Linked DNA regions of Capra hircus: region 2 is linked to region 1. Evidence: chromatin contacts called from public Hi-C data. All regions are on one chromosome and are shown on one strand. The core of a region is the stretch at or near the end of the contact, and the rest is flanking DNA. Distances in the headings are between cores, read along the strand shown.

What was found. Hi-C and Micro-C count contacts between places; a contact is called where the count stands out from the background.
Region 2: a Hi-C map of blood shows a contact between it and region 1, with 2.9 times the contacts expected there. The contact joins the enhancer-like site here to the promoter of MSH3 in region 1. A contact is called at or near these places in 2 of 5 Hi-C or Micro-C datasets (both in blood).

The regions. Positions count from the first base shown.
Region 1 is chr7:29,813,934-29,818,311 of ARS1.2, reverse strand. It overlaps MSH3 (DNA mismatch repair protein Msh3), which reads left to right and starts at 2,331. Exons shown (of 24, transcript XM_018050063.1): 1 at 2,331-2,622; 2 at 4,360-4,378. The coding sequence starts at 2,419. It overlaps DHFR (dihydrofolate reductase), which reads right to left and starts at 2,267. Exons shown (of 5, transcript XM_018050064.1): 1 at 2,065-2,267.
Region 2 is chr7:30,053,987-30,058,794 of ARS1.2, reverse strand. It overlaps RARS (arginine--tRNA ligase, cytoplasmic), which reads left to right. Exons shown (of 15, transcript XM_005683378.3): 6 at 1,921-2,042; 7 at 3,654-3,774. It also overlaps the pseudogene LOC102170512. Among named protein-coding and RNA genes, the nearest start is that of RARS, 9.4 kb to the left of the region's middle. Within about 2 kb of position 1,259, at least 1 of the 5 cell types and tissues checked has an H3K27ac peak or open chromatin away from gene starts, as enhancers often do.

The DNA.
Region 1 (4,378 bases), core at 1,082-3,581:
CATACTTTATAGATTTAAATTAGAGTAATTTTTCTTAAATTAGACTTCCCTGGTGGCTCAGATGGTCAATCCCCAGGTGTGGAAGATCCTCTGGAGAAGGAAATGGCAACCCACTCCACTCTTGCCTGGAAAATCTCATGGGAGGAGCCTGGTAGGCTACAGTTCATGGGGTTGCAAAGAGTCGGACACGACTGAGCGACTTTACTTACTTACTTACTTAATTTTTCTTAAAGATAGCTGCTTTATATTCCAAGCAATGAGCTTAAAACATTATCAGTTGTGCCTCTATGCTTCTTTCAAGTATACTGCTTCTATAAAAACTTTACATATGTAGCTTCCATTTTTGTTTAATTACTTAGGAGGGAAAAACCTTGGGAGCTGCATATCTGGATCAAAGGAACATATACATTTCTGATTCTTGACATGTTCTGAGAGACTATCAAAGCAGTGCATGTGTCTGTTTTCTTGAAGAATCATCATTAGTTCGATTTTTTTCAAAACAAAAACATGAAATTTACAAACTGTAAAAAATTTTATTTTCCTCCAAGAATAAACACCCCCTCACCTGTAATTCAGAGAACCCTTATACAATATGCACTGTATTTTCAAGGACAGAACTTTATGTGTTCAATAAAGAGATTATCAACTATTAATGGAGCTAACAGGTGAGGAATTCTGATGAGGAAAATGGCACAGAGCTAACAACTAAGGTAGAAGTGATGAATGAAGGATGCAGGGAGACAGCCAAGACATCCTTGGTACCCTTTCATTCATTCATTCATCCAAGAAATACTATATTTACTGAAAACAAGCAAACAGGCAGAGGATGCTCTTATTAGCAGGCCATACTTAAGATTCTTGAGAGCGTTCATGTCAATCCTTTGCCTTAAAGCTCTTGCCATCTTGTCTCGACCAGTGATTCAAGGGCCAAATCCAAGGACCTTTTATCCCTGCCACTACAGTTATGCTGCATCTGCTCCTTTCTGATTTATGGTTGCCCTGTTTACGCTGCTCCTGCTCCTCCAATGAACAAAGATACACTCCTCTTAGGTTTTAAATGGTCCTATCCCTCATGCCCATATTCTTTTCCCTGGTTATCCTCTTCTTGCCAGTGGTTCAATTCACCTCGTTCCCTGGGCCTGAAGTTGTCTCGAATATCCTACAAGCACTTCAAAATCGTCATCATTAGAGCCGCTCACTATTCCCCATGTCACTCAGACTATCAAACTGGAAATGAGAGTTCATCCTTGCCTTACTGCACCACCTTCAACTTTCGGATCTCCAAATCGAGCATCTTGTAACCCTTTTTTGCCCTTTGTCCTATCCACTGCCATTCAGACATCTTACAGCAGCAGCGATTTCAAAAGCCTCTTCCGTTCTCCTTTGCGAGCGCTGACCTCCACAGACGCCTTTACTTAGCTTCCAATTTTGCCCAATACCTGAATTGAATCCACATTAAATTTCAAATAAACTTTTTTTTTTTTAAGGAATGTTTAATGAGTCTTGGGAACTGTATACACATTGATGTTAAGACAAAAGGTCCAAGGCTAACATGAGAAACTTTTCACTAAGTAAAATTTGCACTGGTAAGCTTCCTCAGGCAAGACCTTTGGCAAACTTGAAGCACTTAAAAATGCCACATTACCTTCTTCTGAAGAGACTGTAGTCATTCTTTGGAAATACTTGAATTCATTCCTACAAGTTAAGAGAAACACGCAGTTCCTCAGAATGTGATCCCATGGGCTTAAGCTCTAAAGCCCCCCGACAAACGGGGCGCTGGTTGCGGGGTGGTGGTGAGGACTTTCAGGGCTGGGATTTTGCTCCCGGGGTAGGAGCCGGGAGTAAAGGTCTAGCCGGGCAGCTGGAGCGGGACGTAAATCAATAACTTGCCGCCAAGCTCCGGAAGCGGAATGAAGCCCAAGCCTAGCTCTCGCCAGCTCAGGTCACGAGACCGACCCCTCCTTCTCCCAGCGTCCGCGCGACGCGTCCCAGCTATCCCGATCAAGGGCCGTTGGCGCCAGCTTCCACTCTCGACCCATCCACCTCCCCGGGCTCAGCAGATACCTGAGTGGTGGCCAGGGCAGGTTCCCGTTCTTGCCGATGCCCATGTTCTGGGACACAGCGACGATGCAGTTTAGCGGACGAACCATGACAGCGGCAGGAAACACTTCCTAGCTAGCGGTGAACCGCGGTCTCCGCACAGCCAGCTTGGCGCGAAATTTCGGCCGCCCCGCCCCTCCAGCCCTATTTGTGTAGGCGAGACCGCACCCCCGTCCCGCCCCCCGCCCCGGCGCATCGCCGGGTCACGACGTGCTCGCGCCCGCAGACACTCTGGGAACTGCGGCCGCGGGCCCGCGCTCCCGGCTAGGCCCGGCTCTCGGGCTGTTGGCTCTCGGGCTGTTGACTCCCGGCCTTGCGATGTCGCGCCGGAAGCCGGCCTCCGGCGGCGCCGCTCCCGCCAACCCAGCGTCTGCAAGGCAGGCTGTTTTGAGCAGATTCTTCCAGTCTACGGGAAGCCTGAAATCCACCGCATCCCCAGCGGTTGCAGCCGAGAAGGCAGACCCTGACTCTGACTCCGCGGCGCCCCTAGCGTCCACGCTCCCGCCGCAGTTGCAGCCACACGTGGTGGGTTCGGTCCAGGACGGGGCGGGGCAATCGGGGAGAGGGGGCGGGGCCAGACGGGCGGAGGCTGCGCTTGTGGGTGGGGCGGGATGAGGCGGGGACTGTGCGCGAGAATCTGGCGAGGTGACTGGGCCAGACGGGAAAGGGGCAGGGCTCAGGAAGGAGGCGGTAGGAAGAGGTAGCCCCGCCTCCATCCTAGGTGCCCTTCGAACCGGGCTTCCCTTGTGGCTCAGCTGGTAAAGAATCTTCCTGCAATGCTGCCTGGGTTCGATCCCTGGGTTGGGAAGATCCCCTGGAGAAGGGAAAGGCTACCCACTCCAGTATTCTGGCCTGGAGAATTCCATGGAGAAGTCCATGGGGTCTCTCAGAGTCGGGCACGACTAAGCGACCTTCACTTCACACTTAAACTTGAGGTATTAGTTTTGAGGTTACGGTCACACCAACTCTTAATGGCAGCCCTGAGACACAAACTCAGGTCTCCTGACGCCCATTCTGATGAGTAGGGTCAGAGGATACCTCTTTTAATCTCCATTCTACCCGCCCGCCGCCCCCCCACCTTTTCTTTCCCCCCTGAATTAAGGGTTGAAGAAGAGCCTTGTTCATTTTAATCCCCATTCTACCCGCCCGCCCCGCCTTACCCCGGCCCCCCTCCCCCACGGCCCCCCGCCCCCCCTCCCCCGCCCCGGCCTGAATTGAGGGTTGAAGAAGAGCCTTGTTCATTTGTATTTGTTTAGTTAGGTAACTGGATGAAAACTGGCGTTAAAACAGCCTTGCCCAATGTTTCGGGTGATTACCAGTAAAAGTCATGATTTCTGTGCGGTTCCCTGGTGGCTGTACCTACCCCTTGTGGTTCAGATTATAAAGTCTGATACACGATATGAGTGGATAAAGTTTTTTGAGACGATACAGATGTGCTAGTCGTTGGGTCCTTCCTGTTGCTTGCCATCCTTTGAGTAAAATAGTTTTGTTGCGTTTTTGACCAGAAACACTGCCACAAAGGAAAACCTAAGGGTGAGCCCTCACTGGGGCTCCCTGGTACAGCATTTCTCGAACTGAAAATGTGGAAGGCAGTTGTAGATTGGCTTTTAAGTAACCCTCCAGGTTTTGAAGCAGGTGACAGCTTGGCTGCTTCAAAATTTTGTTCCCTTCATTTATATTTCTACTATAGAGGATTGTACCTCTCCTGTCTTTGTTTTTTGACCATAGTGTGCATTTCCATGAATTCACCAAGATTTTATTTTACACCTACTGTTTAGAGGTCATTTGGTAAAGGAGCTAAGTTTTTGACAGTTTTTCTGTCAGCATACAGTCCATAATCTTGTGGCATCTTCAGTGGTAAAACATAAGCCAAGTTTGAACATGAAAGACTTAAATTGCAATTAACATTTCAAAAATGATACCATTCTTTAATTATCTAAATATTAGTTTTTTTCTTGAAGGTACTCTATTTAACATAGGTAAGTAGTGTGATTCATAATCTGAGCAAGGGCAAGGCTGATTAAGTGAAGAAAAGTAGCAGCCTTGGTTCTAATTCTAGGACTGCTTGAGATGCCGAGGCTCGTGACCTGTCCTCCAGCTTATCTTTGATGATGGTAGAACAGTTCACCCATAGCTCTAAGTAGACAATTCTATGAAGGGTGGATGGCAAGAACCTGCTGTCATTCAGAAGTAAAGTTTAAATTATTTTGCGTACATCAAATTTTGAGATTAGAGGTGACACATCCTTTTCTAACATAGGTTGCAGAAATTGACAGAA
Region 2 (4,808 bases), core at 10-2,509, 240 kb before region 1:
GCTGATCTCCTTCAGAATGGACTGGTTGGATCTCCTTGTAGTCCAAGGGACTCTCAAGAGTCTTCTCCAATACCACAGTTCAAAAGCATCAATTCTTCGGCACTCAGCCTTCTTCACAGTCCAACTCTCACATCCATACATGACTACTGGAAAAACCATAGCCTTGACTAGATGGACCTTAGTCGGCAAAGTAATGTCTCTGCTTTTGAATATGCTATCTAGGTTGGTCATAACTTTTCTTCCAAGGAGTAAGCGTCTTTTAATTTCATGACTGCAGTCACCATCTGCAGTGATTTTGGAGCCCCCAAAAATAAAGTCTGACACTGTTTCCACTGTTTCCCCATCTATTTCCCATGAAATGATGGGACCGGATGCCATGATCTTGGTTTTCTGAATGTTGAGCTTTAAGCCAACTTTTTCACTCTCCTCTTTCACTTTCATCAAGAGGCTTTTTAGTTCCTCTTCACTTTGTGCCATAAGGGTGGTGTCATCTGCATATCTGGAGTTATTGATATTTCTCCCGGCAATCTTGATTCCAGCTTGTGTTTCTTCCAGTCCAGCGTTTCTCATGATATACTCTGCATAGAAGTTAAATAAGCAGGGTGACAATATACAGCCTTGACGTGCTCCTTTTCCTATTTGGAAGCAGTCTGTCGTTCCATGTCCAGTTCTAACTGTTGCTTCCTGACCTACATACAGATTTCTCAAGAGGAGGTCAGGTGGTCTGGTATTCCCATCTCTTGAAGAACTTTCCACAGTTTATTGTGATCCACACAGTCAAAGGCTTTGGCATAGTCAATAAAGCAGAAATAGATGTTTTTCTGGAACTCTCTTGCTTTTTCCATGATTCAGCAGATGTTGGCAATTTGATCTCTGGTTCCTCTGCCTTTTCTAAAACCAGCTTGAACATTAGGAAGTTCACGTTCAAAAATTGCTGAAGCCTGGCTTGGAGAATTTTGAGCATTACTTAAGTCCCCCTTCCCCTGGGTCTTTTTTTTTTTTTTTTTTTTTTTCCGGTTTTCCCACTTGAGTTTGATTTGGGTAGACCGGGGGACAGCGAGGGCCTGCACCTAAAAGAAGGTGTTGGGCCTCTTGGTGGCGAAGCATGGCTTGTGCTGGCGACAGAGGGCCTGGTGCAGCAGTGGGAACCTGATCTTAGAGTCTTGGAACTGCTTGACCGCCGGTTGGCGGCACTTGCTGGCTGCCATCTCCTCCGCCTTCACGATCTGGATTGAGTGGGCCCGGGCTCGGTGCCAGTGCCCATGTCCTGGTAGCTGTGGGTGACGGCGCCAGCTGTGGTCAGGCCCCAGCACTCCCGGCTGTGGGTGTCACTGTGCGAGTCACAGTGCAGCAGATGCTGGAGTTCTTCACCCACAGGGGAGGTTTCTCGAACACCTGTCCACAGTAGACCATTTCCCCCAAGGATTTCTTCATCGTCTTCAGTGGAGACACAAAAGTACCAGAAGCGGGACTTGGCAACAGCGTGATTAGATGCAAAAATTCTCATACGATAGAGGGGCAGCATACGGTGTTTGGGGGTCGGCAGGCAGCACCCCACCATGTTATATTCGCAAAGGGTCCCTGAGGCCTTCATGGCACTCTGCCCCCTATCGCCACCAATCCCAGAAAGGCTCCCCTGGGTCTTAATTGCTATGTGATTTTTGTTTTCATTCCCCAAGGCATTTGAGGTAGCCAGCTGTTATTTATGAGTTGTCTCTGAAATAAAGAATAGATAACTTATTTAAACAGATTTGATTATTTTTCAATTAATGATGGACAAGTTCCATCAGAAATCCTAACAGTTGAATTACAATTCGAGTAATGTTTAAGCCTTGTTTATCATTAAATGTTATTAATGAATGTGTTACCAAAAGAAAATGTTTATACCCCTCTCTAAAAAATCTTTATTATTTATCTCAGGTTATAGTTGACTTTTCCTCTCCCAACATAGCTAAAGAGATGCATGTAGGCCACCTCCGGTCAACAATCATAGGCGAGAGTGTGTGCCGCCTCTTTGAGTTCGCAGGATATAACGTGCTGAGGTATGTACTCTTGCCTTTCTTTGAAGATTTCTATAGAAAAGAAAGTTATCACTAGAGAAAGAATCTTAAATCAGTGATTCTTAAGTGTCTGCTTCATAATCACCCATTAGGCTTTTAAATTATATCTGTGGCCCATCCTCTGGATTAACAGCTATTAAGACTTGGGGTGGGTGTTGAACCAAGGGGAAAACTCCCTCGTTTGTTGCACAGATATTCCTTGAGTGCCTTCTGTATACTGCTGCTGCTGCTAAGTCACTTCAGTCGTGTCCGACTCTGTGTGACCCCATAGACGGCAGCCCATCAGGCTCCCCTGTCCCTGGGATTCTCCAGGCAAGAGCACTGGAGTGGGTTGCCATTGCCTTCTCCAAAGCATGAAAGTGAAAAGTGAAAGTGAAGTCGCTCAGTCATGCCTGACTCTTAGCGACCCCATGGACTGCAGCCTACCAGGCTCCTCCACCCATGGGATTTTCCAGGCAAGAGTACTGGAGTGGAGTGCCATTGCCTTCTCCGTCCTGTATACTAGAAGTTTATATTTTAGTGAGAGAGGTAAGCAAGAAACAGATTGTACTGGACATTGTAGGCCATGGTAGGAAATTGCTGTTTTATTAAATGCAGTGGGAACCTTTTGGAGAGTCTTAGTAGGGCATATAATCTGATTAGAGATTGCCCTGGTTTCTTTGAATAAACTAGGCAAAAATGGGAAAAAGGACTATAGTAATTAATTAGAAGTCTGTTTTAATAATCCAGCTAAGAAATGATCTGATGGTTTGAGGTTAGATGAAAGCAGTGAGGATTGAGAAGTGATTGGATTGATACATTTTGAAGAATTTTGTCCATTGATATTTGGGAACTACTAAATTATACTGAAATAATTGGTTGAAAAGTTACATTTTCACAAAATTATGGTAATGACCAACATTGACCTGACTGCCACTCTCCCAGTTAACTATGCAATAAACAGATCATAGTCCATTCATAGGAACTTCATTCAGCAAATCCTGTAGACCAGGTGTTTGCAGGCTCATTACTGGGTATCTAATGACAAACATAGCAGACCTTGTCTTTGCCTCTCAGACCAGATGAGGAAACACCTCCATAAAAAGAACACTACTAAACGTGATGTGCTAGCACTTAATGTTTGTGGTTCCTAATGGAATTTCAGTTCAGTCACTCAGTCGTGTCCAACTCTTTGCAAGCAACCTCATGGACTGTAGCCTGACAGGCTTCCCTGTCTATGACCAACTCCTGGAGCTTGCTCAGACTCAAGTTCATTGAGTCGGTGATGCCATCCAACCATCTCCCCCTCTATCATCCCCTTCTCCCATCTTCAGTCCTTTCCCAGCATCAAAGTCTTTTCAAATGAATCAGTTCCTTGCATCAGGTGGCCAAAGTATTGGAGTTTAAGCTTGAGCATCAGTCCTTCCAATAAATATTCAGAACTGATTTCCTTTAGGATTGGCTGGTTTGATCTCCTTTCAGTCCAAGGGACTCTCGGGAGTCTTCTCCAACTCTACAGTTAAAAAGCATCAATTCTTTGGCACTCAGTCTTCTTTATAGTCCAGTTCATGTTTATCATTTTTAAGTGGTTTTATGTTCTGTGTTTGATATTAGATTAAACCATGTAGGAGATTGGGGAACCCAGTTTGGCATGCTCATAGCACACCTGCAAGATAAATTTCCAGATTACCTAACAGTTTCACCTCCCATTGGGGATCTTCAGGCTTTTTATAAGGTTTGGTGCCATTTATTTTGTATTCTTTGTGTGTCTATCAATTATCATACTTGCTTTCCTTAGGGAGTTTTAAATGGTATTTGAAGCTATTATGGGGTTAAATAAAAGTTGCTCCATTCTCTGTTCCTCAGTATAGCATGTTTGCTTTTATTGGTGGATGTTAAAAGTTTAAATCTACAGCATTACCCATTCTTATAGGAGTTTGTTGGTCAAAATAAATTTTAGTATTTAAAAATTGTGATCTTGCTGTTGTCTTCCTGATTCTGTATATTTTGAAAGCATTATTAAGTATAAACAGTTTTTTAAAGACAAATTTACCATAAACCATAATTTTAAATAAATCACTGTAGTAAAGTCTTTGACTCTTTCACTTATCCATATATAAACTTGTTATATCAATTGTGGTTATAATATCATTTTTGTATTGTACCTATTTAAAGTTTTATTATACTCTTTCATGTTACTTTGTGACCACGTCTTATTTTGGAGTTGTGGACCAAAGTGTATGCTCCTTACTATTTGGTTTTTTCCCCCCATTTTGGGGATGCTAGTAAGTAACTTCATGTTTTTACTTGTAGGTTTACTTGTAGGTTATACCTACATGTTTCTACATGTAGGTTTTCTCATTTTAAAAAGTGTTTTCTTATGATAGAGTCCCAAGAATAGGATTACTGTATTAAATAATATAGTACTTAAAACTTTTCTTGGTTGGTTGGTAATTGATTTTTTTAGAGGCTTTTTTTATCTTTTGGTATGTATTTTCTAATGAAAAGATTGAAAATTGTGTACTGATAACAGTTAGGTGAGATAGCTGTTATAATCTGCTGGGATTCTGTGCACTGAATACAATGGGCAAATCTATTAATGCCATAAAATATTTAAAACACTTTGCTGAATTTTAATACCAAGGATAAAAGAAAAACCATATATTTATAGTTTTTAAAACATACAGATCTGTGATCGCAAAGAGATATCTAGAATTTTCATCAGAATGTTATTGCTGGTTAGTTTGGGATAGGGTTAACAATAGTATT